Linked DNA regions of Danio rerio: region 2 is linked to region 1. A link is a contact called in public Hi-C data. All regions are on one chromosome and are shown on one strand. The core of a region is the stretch at or near the end of the contact, and the rest is flanking DNA. Distances in the headings are between cores, read along the strand shown. Region 1 overlaps gria3a (glutamate receptor, ionotropic, AMPA 3a). Region 2 holds the start of si:dkeyp-20g2.1.

Region 1 (3,120 bases), core at 514-3,013:
TTTTTGGCATAGATTCAACGAGGTACTGGAAATATTCCTCCGAGATTTTGGTCCATATTGACCTAATCGCATCACGCAGTTGCAGACTTTTCTGCTGCACATCCATGATGCTGTTCTACCACATCTAAAAGGTGCTCTATTGGATTGAGATCTGGAGACTGTGGAAGCCATTTGAGTACAGTGATCTCTTTGTCATGTTCAAGAAACCAGTCTGAGATGATTCGGGCTTTCTGACATGGCACGTTATTCTGCTAGACGTAGCCATCAGAAGATGGGTACACTGTGGTCATAAAGGGATGAACATGGTCAGCAACAACACTCAGGTAGGCTGTGGCGTTGACACGATGCCCTATTGGTAGTACTAATGGGCACAAAGTGTGCCAAGAAAATATTCCCCTCAACATTACACCACCACCAGCCTGAAACATTGATACAAGGCAGGATGAATCCATGCTTTCATATTGTTGACACCAAATTCTGGCCAGGCAACGTTTCTCCAATCTTCTATTGTCCAATTTTGGTGAGCCTGTGTGAATTGTAGCCTCAGTTTCCTGTTCTTAGCTGACAGGAGTTTGTGTCTTCTGCTGCTGTAGCCCATCTGCCTCAAGGTTGGATGTGTTGGGTGTTCAGAGATGCTCTTCTGCATACCTCAGTTGTAACGAGTGATTATTTCAGTTACTGTTGCCTTTCTATCAGCTGCAACCAGTCTGGCCATTCTCCTCTGACCTCTGGCATCAACAAGGCATTTGCACCCACAGAACTGCCACTCACTGGATATTTTCTCTTTTTCAGACCATTCTCTGTAAACCCTAGAGATGGTTGTGCATGAAAATCCCAGTAGATCAGCAGTTTCTGAAATGCTCAGACCAGCCCGTCTGGCACCAACAACCATGCCATGTTCAAAGTCACTTAAATCTTCTTTCTTCCCCATTCTGATGCTCGGTTTGACCTGCAGCAGATCGTCTTGACCATGTCTACATGCCTAAATGCATTGAGTTGCTGCCTTGTGATTGGCTGATTAGAAATTTGCATTAACAAGCAGTTGGACAGGTATACCTAATAAAGTGGCTGGAAAGTATATATATGTGTGTCTGTCTGTCTGTCTGTCTGTCTGTCTGTCTGTCTGTCTGTATGTATGTATGTATGTATGTATATATATATATATATATATATATATATATAGAGAGAGAGAGAGAGAGAGAGAGAGAGAGAGAGAGAGAGAGAGAGAGAGAGAGAGAGAGAGAGAGAGAGAGAGAGATCAGATATTTGTGTGCGTTTACTTGCAGTAAATTCTGACAGTAAAACATGATGGCAGCCAATTGGAAATCTGACAAAGACATGTCACCACAGACATGTGACCATCTGTGACGAAAAAAAACTCAGATACAGTTTTCATGTGAGGTAGCCAGAGGCAGAAGAATGTGCGTGTACGTGTTTTTGAGATGACAAGGAACAGGGCAGTTTTAAGATGACCCAGATAAAGCCCTGCTGATGAGCTCATCCTGTCATTTCACCTTAATGTCACGATTGCTCGCTAACACAAGTGTGTGAAAACAGATATACGGTGTATGTAGACAGTACTCAAACATGCACGCGATCAGTCACTCATGCGCTCCGTGTCACCTCACAGAAATCAAGTCTATAGCGCGGTTGCAGATAAAGATTGAGTGAGAGGACACTTGAAATGAGGTGCCCTTCTGCTCTTCTCTCTTTCATGAGTTGTCATCGGCTAATGCACAGGATCAGAGCCGAGATGACAGGAGAGCGGCTGACACAGAGCTGCACTGAATGGGATGTGGAGAGAGACCATCTCCACCTTGTGTTTATAACACAATATTGCAGCAATCATAATAATAATACAAATATTGGCAATAGAAAGAAGTTGTTCTCCTCTTTGCGAATATACTGTAGATAACTAGTGTATGAAATGGAAATGATGAAATTCTTTTATGTATTATAGGCTCAGCCAGTGGTCTCAATTAGGGCTGCACAATATCGTTTCAGCATCGATAGTGTAAGTTGCGAATATGCAAGAGTCAAAGCACAGAATCTGTAACTTTGAGCTGTGATTATAATTAACCAGGAAACAGTTCAGAATTTAAGCTTGTACAGAATGTCTACAGAAACAAATGTATTTTAAGGTATGCGACTGTGTAAAATTTCAAGCTAATTCAAATCATTTGGCCACAAGAAATTACAATGAAGACTATACAGTGTTTATTACATTTCATTACATGTACATTGTTTGATTACCTTACATTAATACTTTTTACCTTAATACTGTTAGAATATTAAAGTCAGCTTCATTGTCAATTTACCCACATTTAAAGGAAATGCAGAGAATCGAAACTGCGTTACTCTTAGACTCCAAGTGCCTAACATATATTATTTATACAAAAAGTAGAATTTTTCAAAAGAAATTACAATAAATACAATTACACTTAAGGGCACATGGCATAGAGTGCAAACCAGAGTTGTGCAGATACAAAACAGTATATAGTGCCAAAAGCTTTTAAATATAATAGTGACTGTGTCTTAATAATATACAGATATATTATCCTTTATTATGATATCCTCACACCATAAAGCACTGTCTAATTGCATCTGTCATTCAATGTTATTCTATTTAAATCATCTTATGAAATTATGAAATTAAAATGTAAAGAAATACTAAATTAACTTAAAAGAAGCTTTATATGACTGCCTTTTAAAAGATCTGTAGGACTTGTACACTATATTAGAGGGAAAGTCTTCTTAAGTCATGTGATAGCATTGTGTGAGGAACAGACTAATGCTTTTAGAAATTATTTTAACATCTTTTTCAGGATGAACACTTTAATTTAATGAAATATTTATCAAAACTGACAGTAAAGACTTGCAAGCCTACAAAAAAACCCTAAAAGAAATGTTGTTGAAGAATTGCATGATACGACCAAATTCGACATCCAAATATTAAATGACATTTACAAATGGCAGCTATTTTACATTGGAATTATATTTCACTACATTTTGTAATTGGTACATACAGCCTTGGTGAGCACTAGAGAAATCTTTCCGTAAAAATCACGGCAACACTTTAGAACAGAGAGTAGGGCCCACTGGCCAAAGTTGACCCATTGC
Region 2 (3,440 bases), core at 870-3,369, 110 kb before region 1:
CATCAAAATAAACTACAAAATACAGCAGCCACAAGTATCAAAATAAAATACTGTATTTTGAAAATACTACAAAATACTTTACAAGGCAGTATGACATTTATTCGCAAACGGTCCCATCAACAGGCCTCTTCGATCAATCCTGATCAAATAAATTAATGAGAGCAAAACAAATAAAACAAAATAAATAAAAACAGTTTAATAAAATAAATGAAATAAAGCAAAACAAATCAAATAAAACTAAAAAGTTAAAAAAAAAAATAATAAAATGAAATGTAGCAAAACAAATCAAATACATACAATTTAATAAAATAAATGAAATAAAGCAGAACAAATCAAATAAAACAAAAAAATTAATAAAATTATAATAGAAAATTTTATAAAATTTATTAAAGCATAACATATCGAATAAAATCGAATATAACAAAAATTAATTAAATAATATTTAAAACATTTAATTAAATAATATCTCATTCACCTACTGCACATGAGGAGGTATTCATAAAAATGTAACTTGTGTTTCTCTTTGATTTTAGTATAGATTTTGTACAAATTTTAAGTCCTGTCTTGAAGATGACCTCTTTAATTACTGTAAAAACCATTGGATGCATAAATTGAGTTGGAATATTATACTATATATCTCACTAACTCTATCTATTGTGAAAATTGCCACCATCTCATAGCAATCTTATATTTTAAAGTGATAAAACTTAAAAAAGTTACTTAACATTTTTGTTCACATAATTTACTAAATAAATCTAGCTGTTTAAAATGTAAAGTCACAATATCTAAATCTACTAAAATCTTAGTCTTTCCATAAATAAATGTTGACTTGCTCCCTGCTATTTGTTTGTTATTTTCTTAATACTTGTTGCATCATTTCCATCCATTCTCCAAGCAATTGATCAAATTAATCAATTTTCTAGTCTCGTCTTGGCAAATAACTGAGAAAACACAAATATTAAAGGTCATGTTTTTATGATGTCATCATTTAGACTTCCTATCAGTATTTTACAGTGTTTTAAAAATACACAACATTAAACATAATATTAACCTATTTTTATAAACCACATCAATTACAAATTACTAAATACTATTTTGTATGTGAAATACGCATTTGAAATACTTGTATCATAAATTCTGGCCATCCCTGATTATCGGGACTATAAAAGTGCATTTATCAAAACAGTTAAAAGATTAGTTCAGGAAAAACTAAAAAATCATGTTGTTTTTTACTCTTATTTGTAACAGTTTATTTTGTTGAACAAAAAATAAGATATTTTGAAAAATGTTGAAAACCGGTAACTATTTCCATACTATTAGTATTCCTGTTATTTACTTCTAACATTCTTTAAATTGTCTTTCAAGGGCTTGGATCAACTTGTGGGTGAGTAAATAGTGATAATAATAATTTATGGGAATAATTTTTGGGTGAACTATCCTTTTAAGCTGAATTTAGCATTATATAGAGTGGAAATTCTACCAGAAACGCACATTATCTGTACCTGAAATAAAACATAAATAGAGTGAATAAAAAAAGTATTTCATCCCAAAATGTCTAAAATGGACCGATGGTTGATTTCTGTGAGTTGTTCTGCAAAGGAGTCAGTGTCATTCATTTAGTTTTCAGATTTTCGTTCTTTATTAAAAACCCTTTACAAACTTACAAACCCTGTTATTGTCCTTTTCCTCAGTCCAACTGAACCTACAGCTTTAATCATTTTGTTATGCAAAAAACAGTGATTTAGAAAAACATATTCTTCAGAAATAGCAAAGTTGAAGTTGTTATCATTTACATCAATTAATTGAAAACATGAAATTATATATAAATTCTACAAATAAATGCTAAACATATAATTTAAATTCATTTACAATTGTCCCTATGTTTTGGTCAGTCACATTTGCATTACATTTTGCGTGCCTTCATATGACTCACTTGATGGAGGAAAGGATGCGCTCTATCATTGAATTGTATGATTTTATGCTTGTTTTGTATGGTTTTTTATTTATTTATTTTTGAGGAAGACAAGCTTAAGTCAGGCCCTGTCAATTTTTTTATAAGTGAAAATGTACGTTTCTTGTAGAATGTGCCAAAGACTGCAGGGGGCGCTGTAGTGCCTCAAACCAACCGGAAATCTCCTGTCATGACAACTGCACGCACAGCTTTGAACTCAACGGCGGGGAGAACGAGCACTTTGCAAAACAATGACTAAAAAATCATCAAAGAATCGGATTCGAGCATTTTACACGTTTATGTAGGACCGCTTGTGTGACTTTCAGTGGTTATCATGGATATGCGGAGATCAGAAAGACTGAACGCGCCGGCGGACTTTATGAAAGCTGCTGAAGCAGGTAAACCAACACAATTAACCGAATAAAAGCCACCATATACCAAATAAACAAACACAAACGACTCAACTAGAGCTCTTAAAAAAAACACTCGCTTATCTTTGTGTATAATATTACTGGTTGTAGTGTTGAAGCACAGTATTAGTCTGATGTCAACTAACGTTAAGGTTGCAAAGATACAAACGTCTAGGATTGACAGCAAGTGTGATAAAGCCGTTTAACATTAATCCAACAGCATTTTGATAATCAGTTATTCAATTATAACATTAATACTTATGATTGTTGTGGTAGTTTACATGTCTCAGTTGATTTCCTAGACTACATTGACTATTTGTACTATGCATGCTGTTCAGCATCTTAAAGTGAAGAGTTCAGATGCAAAAAAGAAATTTTCTCCTAAAATGAGCGTTATTTTGCTTTAAAGGCAATATAAATAACTTTTTGGTCACTATAAAAGTAAAATTTCTGAACCTACACACGAGTTGGAGGAAAATGCGCTAGCAACATTTAACTTAGAGGTTTTGGCATCTAAACTCTTGAAGTGAACTTTAAAAGGATTGTAAAAAAAAAAATAATAAAAATAAATAAATATATATATATATATATATATATATATATATATATATATATATATATATATATATATTTCTGTCATCATTTATTCATTTTCCACTTGCTTCAAACCTGATTGAGTTGCCTATTTCTGTTGAACACAACAGAAGATACGTTGAAGAAAGCTGAAAACCAGTAATCATTCACTGTCATAGTATTTTTTTTTTCTACTATAGAGGCCAATTGTTACAGTTTTCAGCCTTTTTAAAATAACACCTTTAGTGTTCAACAGGAGAAATAAACTTGAAATTGTTTATAATTCAGGGTGAGTAGAAAAAATGTAAATAATTTTTGGAGGGAACTATACCGTTATAAAATCTGAACAGATTAGAAATGATAACAACTTTAAATAAGTTCTGTTGTGTCTTTTTTGGAACTTATTTTTAATAAAGAATGCAACACTGCAAAGCAATGAGTACAATACAATTTTAAATTATTGTTATTATTAATTTGTGGTGTCATGGTGGCACAGTAGGTTAGCC

Evidence for each region. A called contact is a pair of places that touch in the nucleus more often than the background predicts.
Region 2: a contact with region 1 is called in a Hi-C map of an unstated tissue, with 5 times the contacts expected there. The contact joins the promoter of si:dkeyp-20g2.1 here to the enhancer-like site in region 1. A contact is called at or near these places in 2 of 18 Hi-C or Micro-C datasets (caudal fin and an unstated tissue).

Annotation. Positions count from the first base shown.
Region 1 is chr5:24,057,439-24,060,558 of GRCz12tu, reverse strand. All of the region lies in intron 12 of gria3a (glutamate receptor, ionotropic, AMPA 3a), which reads left to right. Among named protein-coding and RNA genes, the nearest start is that of gria3a, 50 kb to the left of the region's middle. Within about 2 kb of position 1,763, at least 4 of the 62 cell types and tissues checked have an H3K27ac peak or open chromatin away from gene starts, as enhancers often do.
Region 2 is chr5:24,163,530-24,166,969 of GRCz12tu, reverse strand. si:dkeyp-20g2.1 reads left to right here and starts at 2,119. Exons shown (of 19, transcript XM_690528.10): 1 at 2,119-2,349. The coding sequence starts at 2,286.